4 separate regions of the Mus musculus genome follow, and all the other regions are linked to region 2. A link is a contact called in public Hi-C, HiChIP or PLAC-seq and promoter capture Hi-C data. All regions are on one chromosome and are shown on one strand. The core of a region is the stretch at or near the end of the contact, and the rest is flanking DNA. Distances in the headings are between cores, read along the strand shown. Region 1 holds the start of Slc25a38 (solute carrier family 25, member 38). Region 2 holds the start of 5830454E08Rik (RIKEN cDNA 5830454E08 gene). Region 3 overlaps Ulk4 (unc-51-like kinase 4). Region 4 has its middle 9.8 kb from the start of Gm51664.

Evidence for each region. Promoter capture Hi-C pulls out the DNA fragments that hold promoters and counts their contacts. Hi-C and Micro-C count contacts between places; a contact is called where the count stands out from the background. HiChIP or PLAC-seq counts read pairs in DNA pulled down with a chosen protein or histone mark.
Region 1: a contact with region 2 is called in a Hi-C map of the G1E-ER4 cell line, with 4 times the contacts expected there. The contact joins the promoter of Slc25a38 here to the promoter of 5830454E08Rik in region 2. A contact is called at or near these places in 7 of 39 promoter capture datasets (the HPC-7 cell line, embryonic stem cells, erythroid cells and 4 more), 22 of 484 Hi-C or Micro-C datasets (CD4 T cells, the G1E-ER4 cell line, bone marrow and 13 more), 10 of 115 datasets of contacts at active chromatin or transcription factors (effector CD8 T cells, embryonic forebrain, embryonic stem cells and 7 more) and 3 of 9 other capture datasets (adipose tissue, liver and pancreatic islet).
Region 3: a contact with region 2 is called in an H3K4me3 HiChIP or PLAC-seq map of embryonic limb bud, with 4 times the contacts expected there. The contact joins the enhancer-like site here to the promoter of 5830454E08Rik in region 2. A contact is called at or near these places in 6 of 39 promoter capture datasets (the 3T3-L1 cell line, cranial neural crest, epiblast stem cells and 3 more) and 5 of 115 datasets of contacts at active chromatin or transcription factors (embryonic basal ganglia, embryonic limb bud, embryonic stem cells and 1 more).
Region 4: a promoter capture Hi-C map of liver shows a contact between it and region 2, with 4 times the contacts expected there. The contact joins the enhancer-like site here to the promoter of 5830454E08Rik in region 2. A contact is called at or near these places in 2 of 39 promoter capture datasets (both in liver) and 5 of 115 datasets of contacts at active chromatin or transcription factors (embryonic basal ganglia, embryonic stem cells, pancreatic cancer cells and 1 more).

The regions. Positions count from the first base shown.
Region 1 is chr9:120,108,977-120,111,676 of GRCm38.p6, forward strand. Slc25a38 (solute carrier family 25, member 38) reads left to right here and starts at 1,406. Exons shown (of 7, transcript NM_144793.2): 1 at 1,406-1,596. The coding sequence starts at 1,468.
Region 2 is chr9:120,575,982-120,578,681 of GRCm38.p6, forward strand. It overlaps 5830454E08Rik (RIKEN cDNA 5830454E08 gene), which reads left to right and starts at 1,350. Exons shown (of 1, transcript NR_073359.1): 1 at 1,350-2,092.
Region 3 is chr9:121,036,712-121,039,411 of GRCm38.p6, forward strand. All of the region lies in intron 35 of Ulk4 (unc-51-like kinase 4), which reads right to left. Among named protein-coding and RNA genes, the nearest start is that of Gm34945, 61 kb to the left of the region's middle. Within about 2 kb of position 1,445, at least 24 of the 459 cell types and tissues checked have an H3K27ac peak or open chromatin away from gene starts, as enhancers often do. A contact at or near this core is called in embryonic limb bud, where this site is marked.
Region 4 is chr9:120,892,264-120,894,963 of GRCm38.p6, forward strand. No RefSeq gene overlaps it. Among named protein-coding and RNA genes, the nearest start is that of Gm51664, 9.8 kb to the right of the region's middle. Within about 2 kb of position 1,403, at least 16 of the 459 cell types and tissues checked have an H3K27ac peak or open chromatin away from gene starts, as enhancers often do. A contact at or near this core is called in liver, where this site is marked.

The DNA.
Region 1 (2,700 bases), core at 156-2,655, 470 kb before region 2:
TCATCGGATTAGGCCTTTTTCTATTAAATAAAAAAGGGGGAGATGTGGGAAGCCAATAAACACCATTACAAGATGGCGCTGGTTTCAATAAGCTGACGCCCATGAATATGGGTAAACAACCAATGTGTGCATGTTCAGTAGAGTTTTTTTGCTGAGTCACGACCTGGCCCCGAGGCATGTAAATGAGGTACTGAAAGCATAACCAATTGGGTGTAGACATGCCTGTCCTAGGCCTATATAAGCAGCACTGGTTTTTTGGGCTCGGGGTCTTTCGCTTTTGCTTTCACTATCAAGCTCTCCCAATAAACGTGTGCAGAAGAATCCTGTTGTGGCGTCCTTCTTGCTGTCGAGTCGGGCGTCTACAAACACCTTTAATCCTAGCATTTGGGAGGCAGAGGTAGGTGGATTTCTGAGTTCAAGGCCAGCCTGGTCTACAGAGTGAGTTCCAGGACAGCCAGGGCTATATAAAGAAACCCTGTCTCAAGAAAAAAGAAAAACCTTGTCTTGAAAAACTAAACAACAGAACAAAATAAACATATAAAAAGCATAAAGACAAGGCTTGAGAGCCTGGGTTAGAGCACTTGTAGAGGACCTGAGGTTGGTTTCCAGCACCCAGACAGGGCAGCTCAGGACTGCCTGTGAGCTTCTGGCCTCTGCAAGAAGCTACATTCACACGTACATACCCACACATACAACTAAAAATAAGTCAGGCATGGTATACACGCCTTTAATCCCAGCACTTGGGATTAAAGAGGCAGGTGGAGCTCTACGAGTTCAAGGTCAGCCTGGTCTCCACACAGAGAGACACAGGGGTAGCTAGTGAGTTCCAGGTAGCCAGGGCTATACAGAGAAACCCTGTCTTGAAAAAATAAAAATAAAGAAAACAAAAAAGAAGAAATGTGAATTGTATTTTTAAAAATTTGTGTCTAAAGAGAAGGCATTCATCCTGCTTCAGTTCTTTTTCTTTTCTTTTCTTTCCTTTCCTTTTTCTTTTTCTTTTTGAGACAGGGTTTCTTTGTATAGCCCTGGCTGTCGTGGAACTCTGTAGACCAGGCTGGCCTTGAACTCAGAAATCTGCCCGCCTCTGCCTCCCAAGTGCTGGGATTAAAGGCGTGTGCCTCTACTGCCCGGCGGTCCTTCAGCTCTTAAATAAATTAAATACAATTAAAACTCAGCCAGTCACCCATTTCAAAAAGCGCTTTAAGAATAAATAAATAAATAAATATATTTAATAAGAAAAATATTTAAAAAAAAAAAAGCGCCGAGCAGAAGGCTCTGCAACTGAGAATCACGGACCCTGCAGTTTTAAGTGCAGCCACCAGGTGGCGATGAGATCTCGTCGCCGGATACGCTATGTCACCGGAAGCGGGATCTCACCTTTTTCCTTCTGCTTTCCCCTCCCCCGGAAACATCGAGCCGCTTGTCTCGGGTAATGAGACCTGAGGCCGGGCGGGCAGGCGGGGAGGGATGGGCGTGAGCGCGGAGCCCCGGAGCCTCTCAGTCGCCGGGGCCGGGCTCGCGTCCCCAGTGATCGAGAAGGCACGCTCGGCGCTGCTGCAGTCGCAGGATGTAGAGGACACGGTGGAGACGCTCATGGTGAGTTCGTGGGAGCAGGGGGACCGGGACGGGAGCGGCATTGTGGGGCAGGGGACAGTGCTTCGAGAACATTCTAGTTCTAGAATATTCTAACGGCAACTGATGAGAGCGCCTCGGGGCACCTCGAGCCGCCCGCCGCAGGACACCTTCCCTGACCGGCTTCCCTGCAGGCTTCTGCCTTAGCTTTCGGGGTTCACCAAGGCCACGCCCTTCCGTCGGGTTGGCTGCGCTGCCGGGCTGCCATTGGTGGAGACGGGGGCGGGGCGGGGCGGAGTCTCTTGCTGCCAACCATAAACGGAGGTGGGGCTGTGCAGGGCGGGCCCGGGCTGGGATGTGCCTCAGTGGGGCGAGGATGCATGGCTTTGGGGGATGAATATCTTTTAAAAATTCTTGTTTTTTTGAGTCGGGGCCTCACTGTGTTTCAGATAGGGCTGAAACTCGCTATTTAAACCAGGCTGGCTCCGAAGTGCTAAAGGAGTGTGCTCCCCTATGTCTGGAGCTTTTTGGAAGTCTTTAAAAGATAACCGCTGTGGCTCCCAGGACCATGTCTTTCAAAACTGCATACTTTTTTTCTCTCTGGCCCGCCATCTTTCCCTTTTTGATGTGTGTTGGACGTAGACATTTTGTTGTTTTTCTTTTTGCTGTGGGGTGGTAGAAATTGTGGTACTATTTGGCTGTTGAAATGCTGCTTACTCCCATCGTGTTTTGCGTAGTACGATTTGCTCATTGTGCTTTTAGTGTTTATTTTTATCTATGTGTGTTGGGGGTAGGTGCACAAGAGTGCAGATGCCGAAGAAGGCCAAAAGAGAACGTTGGTATCTCCTGGAGCTGGAGCTGTGAGCACCCCTTTCTGTATGGGTGCTGGGAACCTTATGGTCCCTCTGGAAGAATACACTTTGGACTAGTCTCTAGCCCTTACTGGTTGTTTTGATCTATTCTCACACTTAAAAAATTGGAATATTCAGCTTTCTTTAAGTCGTGTATAATAAGGTATGCTACTAAAATAAATCGAAACTTGAAGTTGGAGGTGTGGCCTTTCAGGAAAGCACCTTCGTCTCCATCACTATAAGAAAACTAAGCTCGCTGGGTGGTGGTGGCACACAT
Region 2 (2,700 bases), core at 100-2,599:
TTGCACTGAAATGCTGGTGGTTAAGAACTTAGCACCTGGAACTGGCTTTACTGGTATAGCCTGAGGTAAGGGGACAGGGGAGGAGGGGACTGAAATCAAGGACAACAGTGCCTGGGAGCCAGCAGTTTCAAAAGCATGGTTACTTCAGTGAGGTATTTGGTGATTGGTTTTCAGGGGTATTTATGAAGGATTTCTTAGCGTTGGGACTGCTGTGGACTTGATAACTTTCAGGAAACAAGGTCTCACTTTGCTTTTCTGGCTTCTGAGCTCCAGGGGCCTGACTGACTTTCTTCTTTCTTTCTTCCTTTCTTTCTTTCTGCCTGTCTGTCTGTCTGTCTGTCTGTCTTTTGTTTTCGAGACAGGGTTTCTCTGTATAGCCCTTGCTGTCCTGGAACTCACTTTGTAGAACAGGCTGGCCTCAACTCAGAAATCTGCCTGCCTCTGCCTCCCAAGTGCTGTGATTAAAGGCGTGCACCACCATTGTCCGCCTCCAGGGGACTTCATGCTTTAGCCTCCAGCATAGGCCATCAACCACCACACACCTTGAACATTGTCTGAGGTAGGGCTTCTGGTTCCTGTCTAGGCCTTTGTAGTGCTAGCATTACAGATAAGTACCATCGTGTCCAGTAAGAAATAAGCTTTTCCTACCTTATCATTTTTACTGCTTTACCATTTTAAAGTTTGGGGTTTTATGCAAATGAGTTTTGCCAGCATATTAGGTCTGTGCCTCATTGTGGTGTCTGAGAATGTTGGGTCCCTTAGAATAGGATTGTGAGCCACCATATGGCTGTTAGAATTGAGTCTTGGCCCTTTGCAAGAGCAACAGGTGTTATTAACTGCTGAGTCTATGAAAATACTTTTCAGGATGATTTGTGTCTTTGTGGGTATATGCTGTGAGTGCAGGGTCAGGCAGTCCAGAAGAGGCCGTTAGATTTCTGGTGCTCAGTTGAGCCACCTGGTGCTGAGAAGTGACCGGCTAAGCTAATTTTCCGGCCGTATCAGCATGAGAAACTGCACACTGATGTCCAATCTTTATTTGTGGGGGTGTGATTTTTTTTTTTTCCCCAATCAATGTTGCTATTTAAAATTGGTACCAGAGAGATCGCTCAAGCGAATTTGTATAATTTCTGCCCGGAGCGGGCAACGCTTACCACCTGCTGCCCAGATGCGCACGCACCCAAACGTCTCAAAGCGCACCTCTCAGATCTTCAGAGCAGATGCGCGGGAGTCTGCGCAAGTGCGCAGGCGCCCTGAGCCACATCAAACCCCTCCTACTCCGCTGGACCGACAAGTGGTGGGGCGGTGTTATCACCGAGATGAGGCCTCCGGAACTCCTAGAGCGGCCGGAGTGCGCTCGCGCTTCCGGGTCGGGGCTTGGCCCTGTAGATAGTTCGGGCGAGTCGGACGTTGACTTACTGCGCCCGGTGCTGGGTCAGAAGTGCAACCTTCCTTCAGCGTTCCCAGCCTGCCACGAGTGGACAATCCGATGTTGCCCCCCCCTCCGTGCCCAGGGACGCATTGGGCCCCAGGAGGCGTCCCCGGGGCGCGGAGCATCATTTCTGTCCCCTCGCCGTCAGACACTCGTGCCTTGTAAGCGCGCAGTCTGCAGAGTGGAGACCTGCGTGGGAGGCAGGAAGACTTTGGATGGGGATGTCCGAGGAGGTTGGGGTGTCACAGTGGGAGATACGGAACCCACGCACCACAGGAGGCTATATTGGGAGTGGTGAGGCTTACGTTGCAGATGCTAGTGGAAGAAAGGAGAACCATGCCAGAACATCCCGTGAGTGTCTGCAAACGAGAGTCACCTGCTGAAGTTAGGAAGTTCATTATTGAGCTGGTTCTGGTGTCCGTTGCTAGTAGGATATGCTGAAGAGGCAGAAGCAGGAATATCAGGAGTTGAGGCCAGCCTGGGTTACACCTTGTGTTGGAGTACCTTCTGCTCTTCCAGAGGAACAAAGTTTGGTTCCCAGAGTCCCTGCGGAGTATTTCACAACCTCCTATCACTCCAGGTTCTTCCAGGGATCTCTGGGAGTACCTGAGTTTGTGTGGCGGACATTGACCACATTCATCCATTAAAACAAACTAAAACGTGTTGAAGAGTTTGCTTCATTCATTGTGGTCGTATTGTCAAGAGACCAGTATTCAGTGTGCGAATTTTCTTTCACTTCCCATACACTTATTTGTGTGTGTATACAGACGTGTGTGCCACAGAGGGTGTGTGGAGGTCACATGACTACCTTCAAGCATCAACTCTTCCACCGTGTGGGTTCAAGAGATGGAACCCAGGTAGTCAGGCTATGCAGCAAGTAACTTTACTCACTGAACCTTCTGGAGGAGGGGAGGGGCTGAGAACGAGGTTTGCTGTGACCTGAGGCTTGTGAGTGCCTTCCACAGACACTTTTGAGAGTTGAGTCTTCTTTTTTGAACTCTTGTCATGCGAACACACACACCATGTTTACACCTGAGGTGGCCTCGTTACCACACGGGTGGAAAAACCTTGGACTTGTTACGCACTTGATTTAAATCAGTTTTTTGGTCACTAAACTCAGAAGATGTTTGCTGTTGCTTTTGTGACTCACATTTAGTTCTGTGACTCCATTGGGGTCAGACCCATAGTTATAAAGATGTTCTTTCTAGGAAGCCAGAACACGCAAACTCTTTGAAGAGAGCTGGCTTTCTCGAGAGACAGGGACATATGGT
Region 3 (2,700 bases), core at 195-2,694, 460 kb after region 2:
GCACATGGCAGGGTACACCTGTGGAGGTCAGAGGACAATGTTATGGAACACACTCTCTCCATTCTTCCATGGGTCCCAGGACCAAACTCAGCCTGCCAGGCGTGAAGGCGGCTACTTTAGCTGCTGAGAGTCTCGTGGTCCAGGGCTGAGACTCCTCGGAAGCTTCCTGGGGCACCTGTTTCCTGCCTGTGGTGGACTAGGCTCCTCAGTCCTAAACACTCTCTCAGGCCAGTGCTGTCTATTAGAGACCTCTCAACCTGGTGCTTTCCTGTTGTCAGTGTCGTTTCACACTCTGACTCATTTTTATAGCTATATTAGTTTGTGATGTGTGCATGTGTGTATTTGGACATGCAGCAGGACACCACACCCTCTTATCCCTTTTGCCCTCCTCACCCTTGACACACACATTCCCCTCATCTCCTTGCCAGGCTTCCCAAGTTAGCTAAGCTCTTTTCTCTTTTTCTTTTTGGCGTTTCAATTTGTTAAAAACAAAAAACAAACAAGCCAAAAACCCCATGTGTCATTAAACTTAACATCTCACAGTATACAACTTAATGCTGCCCAGGAACTCCACGCTCTTTCCACCGTCTCCACATCAATTCCAGAAAACCCCATCAGCTCAGAAAGCCAGGCACGCCCACCAGCGGGCAGATACAGCGCCCATACTGCAGCTCCTGGTATCTCGTTCTGCAGCTTTATAGATTTTTCAGGATATTGTTACCCAGCCCCCACCTTCTATGTGACAAGAGCCAGGCAGTCGGGCTTCTGAGTTTGACTTTAATTAACCACCTACTGCTTCCGAGATCCATCTATAAAGCTTTTCACTTCCGACGGCCAACTGATGGGCTACTACGTGGACATACCATGCTGCATCTACCCATCCGCCAACAGGTTTGTGTTGTGTGCTGTGTCCTTTGGGCTCCTGAACAGTGCATCTGGGGACTTAATGCACAGAGTGTCTGCTTATTGCACAACACAAGACTCTTCTATAAGAACTTTGAAAAACGTATTTTTCCGTAAATCCAACTTTTCAGTAATTCAGGTTAACGTTACTCTTATACCTCTAAAGTGTATGACATTGGTATATTCTTCAGACCGGCCTAAGATCTTCAAACATCTTGGTGGAATGAACTAAGGAGACACCCTGTGTTAACTGACAGTCGACAGTAAATATGATGGTCTTGACAACGTGCTGAGGCCGCATCTGTGAGCAGTTTCTACAGAGTCACAACAGGAGTCTTGCTCTTAAGAACACCTGAGAATATGCTTCGTTCGGTTACCGTGGCAGTCAGGAGACAATGCTTTTTATACTGGATTAAAAACTGCCCAGGCTGTAAAGAGAATTAAAAAATCCACTTTGCCGCCTGCTCTGGAGTGGAGCCCTTAGAAAGGGATTGTCTCCATTACATTTTCATCAGAGACCAGCAAGGAAAGTGCAGCCTGTTGTTACAGTGCCTGGGAGGTAATGACTTCCAGGTTGCTAAGCAACGCCACAATGTTAAAGGCCCAAGTATCTGTGATCTCTAGAGACACTCAAATTTCATTAAAACCTGCCCATACCCATCACACAAAAGGCCTTTTAGGAGTTCATAACCAGCCTTGGGTTCTGGACATAATAGTGATTTTTTTTTAAGTGGCATCAAAACTTCTGTGGTACTTAAAAATCAAATATTCTAGAGCTGCGATTAATACGATCTGTTTCTAGCTCCTGCTCCTAGAGAGACAGCAAGTGCTACTGGTTTAGCATAAATAAAAGTAGTGTCCTGAACAAAACCCGTGTTGAGTGGCACTTTGAGAGCCTCTTTGAAGCAGGGATGAACATACGCCATGAATAAAGCAGAGGGAGAGGCACAGGTGACATGGGGCAAGGGCCCAGCACCATTGAGTGAGTCAGGAAGGAGTGGGGAGCAGCAGTCGCTCAGCTGGGATAGAAGCCATGGTGCCATGGGGCACAGTCTTGGAACACTCTGGAAATGGACCCTTTAGGAGGACATTTGGAGGAGCTAACTCCCAAAGCAGGGCAGCTTCAGTGGGGTCCTAGCAATGACTTTAAGAGTGCTATCCCTAGAAGGCTGGGCCTGGATATCTGACTTGATCTATGTTTATCCCAAGCCCTTCAACTATGGGTCCTGAGAGCACATGGAGCCGTGGAACTGGAAGTCAGAGGTCAGAGGAAAGCTGGTGAGGAACTGGCTTCCTGAGGCTTGATGCCAAATTGTCTCGAATCCCGTACGGAGTGAAGCTGGGAGTGGGGTAGGGGTCTTCCCCAGGAAAGAGCACACCAACTGGATGTCCCTTGCCAAGTGGTCAGTTCTGAAAACATACGTGCAGGTAACATGCTATGGATTCAACAGGTTATGTTTGGGAATATATATGTAATACAAAAATGTATGCATGCAATACAGTGAAAAAGAGGCCAAGAATTTGGGGGAGAGTAGGGAGGGGTACACGCGAGGATTCAGGGGGAGGAAAGGGAGAAGTGTTAAAATCAAATTATTACAATCTCAAAAAACCAAACCAAACACACCATGCAGTGCCTCAGGAATGGGGCGTTTGCAGCACTGCCTGTGGCGCATCGCTGCCGATGCTGAGGCCTTGGCTGTGCCGTGTGCCATGTGCAGTGTGAATGTGTGCAGTGTGCACACTGTCTCGTCACACAGCCTCTTGTGCTGCATGGAGCTCCTGGGAAAAGCCACGGCA
Region 4 (2,700 bases), core at 153-2,652, 320 kb after region 2:
TAGCCTGGGCTAGCCTCAAACTTGATAGGTAGCCAAAGATGTCCTTGAATTCCTAGCCATCCTAGGGCCTCTGTCCCCTGGGTGTTAAAATTACAGGCTTGTACCGCCATGTCCAGCTGATGTGGAGCTAGGAATGAACCCAGGGCTTCCAGCACACTTGGCAAGCACTCTACCAACTGAACTACACACCTAGTCTTTTTCTTTGTCTGTCTGTCTGTCTGTCTGTCTGTTTTTGAGACGTGGTATTGCTACATGGTCCATGCTGACCTTGAACCCCTTCCATCCTACACCTTTTAGGCTTCAACCTCCCTAGTGCTGGGATGACAGGCAACACTCCAGGCTCCTGGCTTCTTATTTTTATTCTAAACTATGGACTCTTGAAAGGTCAGGCTCTACATCTTCAACGCCACTCAGCAATCATAGTTGAACAGACTTGGCACAAAAGTCATCATGTTACTTGAATAAAGAAATAAAATTGATGGTCCAAATTCTTCCAAGTCTTATGAAATTTATGCTACATTTCTTCCATTTCAGGATTTTTTTTAAAAAAAGTTATTATTGTTAAAATGTATCATCCGGCAAAAGCAAACAGCTGCATTTAAAATTAAATAAAATAAAATAAAAGCTGTCGTTTGTTCTGGATCCCTAACTGCTCAGGTTCACGCTTGCTCCGACCACCTCTGTGATGCTTGTTGGATAAGATCAAGAGAGCAAAGGTGAAAACTCTACACACACACACACACACACACACACACACACACACACACCTGAAGCCGCAGGAAACCAACTATGGAGAGAGATCCTATTTTGTGGAGTCAGGGACGGCTGTGGGAGCCCAACTGGCCAACCTGGGCTAACCCCAGTGTGGAGAAATGAGTATCCACAGTCTATGCTCAGCCTCAGGACTTATCGAACTAATGTGAACTCTTGTTTTCCGGTTATAGAGCCTTAAGGTCCCACTGGGTAAATGGGGGAAACTGAAGCACCAAGCAGGATCAACCAGCAGTACTTGCCAGGACCCCAGGCAAAGGGGGAGCTAGTACTCACGCATTTGTTTGCCCTAAGCCCTCGGTTTTCTGTGGGGTTTTTTTTTGTTTGGTTGGTTGTTTTTTGTTTTTGTTTTTGTTTTTTTGTTTTTCCTGGAGAGGCTGAATGGGAACCTCCCAAACCTGCAAGTCCTGGCTTCTACTCAACGACTCGGACGCTGGGTATGAATCCATCCACATCCGTTATGGTGCACACCTGTGCGGGTGGGCGGTGTCCCTGCCTTCAGTTTGGGAGTTATACAATGTGCGGTGTCCACAAGTTGCACAAGTCCACTGAGCGAATCTGTCTGAGTCACTGAGGTGTTTGCAGGAGAAAGCTGCCTCCCCAGATGGCTCCTCCCACCAAGACTCTAGCCCCGCCTCCTGGGGGGCGGGCTGAATGCTTCCCTGACCTTAAATAGACATCAGTCTCAGAGGGTAGTGAGGGCTGAATCCTGGGAATTTGTTGCTGAGAACCTCCCACCTCCTATAGCTTAAAGCCCTGTGGAACCTCAAGCCTCGCTTTCAGTTAGCAAGTGCTCAGTAGGTGCTTGTACTCTTCCAGTATTGGATGGCATAGATTTTTCTGGAACCTTTCCAGCTCCACAGACGGGTCTCTTAGGTCACAAGGAGCTAAATCCTCAGAGTCGGCAGGCCATGGAGACACCTTTCCTCCACCTGTCACCCTAGCCCCTTCTGAAAGTGGCCAACAGTAAGTATTCATTGCAGTGTTCGTGCATAGTTCCTGCGTCAGCGAGGAAAGTGTGGGGGCAAGAAGGAAGTGGCTGCAGAGATGGAAGGGGCTGTGATTTATTACAGGAACGTTTGCTAGCTGGTAGAGAGCTTTCGTAGAACAAAACGCCCTTCCTCTGTCACCTGCCCGTGCCCTTGAAAACAAAGAAATGAATGGTGACAGGATGTACGGAATGGATGAAAGTCCATCCCCACCCGTGGCCCCTTCCCATGCATGACTCGTGTGTCCAGGCATTCACAGTGAGACAATTCAGCTGCACCAGAAGGCTGTTCAGTGAGGGGGAGGAAAAGAGTGTCTTTCAAAATGAAATGGCCAAAGCTTTAGAACTGGGAGCCTGGAGTTTCTGCAATCCAGTTCCCTCGCAGCGCGTATGGGGAAACTGAGGGCTATGCTAGTTAGTACCTGCCCCTTGGTCACACAGCCAGGCAGGAGCAATCTGGCCCTAACATTCTCTTGCCACCTAGAATTCAGTTCGGAAGGAGAGCGGACAATTCTGGGAATGGGAAGCTTGGGTGACCAGAGAGCCAAATTGAGGACAAGTTAATGAAAAACCAGAAGCGAAGTTCAACAGTATGTTAAGAGCAGTAGAAACCAACCAGGCTTCCGGTGAGAAGGAAAAGCTATCACGGTCTGAATATGTGTGTCCTACCAAAACTCACATGCTGAGCATCTATGGACAAGGTGACGACACCAATAGACAGGGCCTTGTGGAAAGAGTGTGAATGTCAAAAAGATGGAGCCTTCATGAATGAGAGTGAGTCCCTTGTGCATGAGTATCCTCCAAGCCAAGCAACTGCCATCTTGGGAAATTCACTTGTGCCCCTTGCAAAATAATCATCCTAGCTGAGATTCTTGGCCATTTACATCTCCTCATGGAGGAGTGGGGTGGGAGGGTCACAAGACCCTCTCCTGAGTATCCAG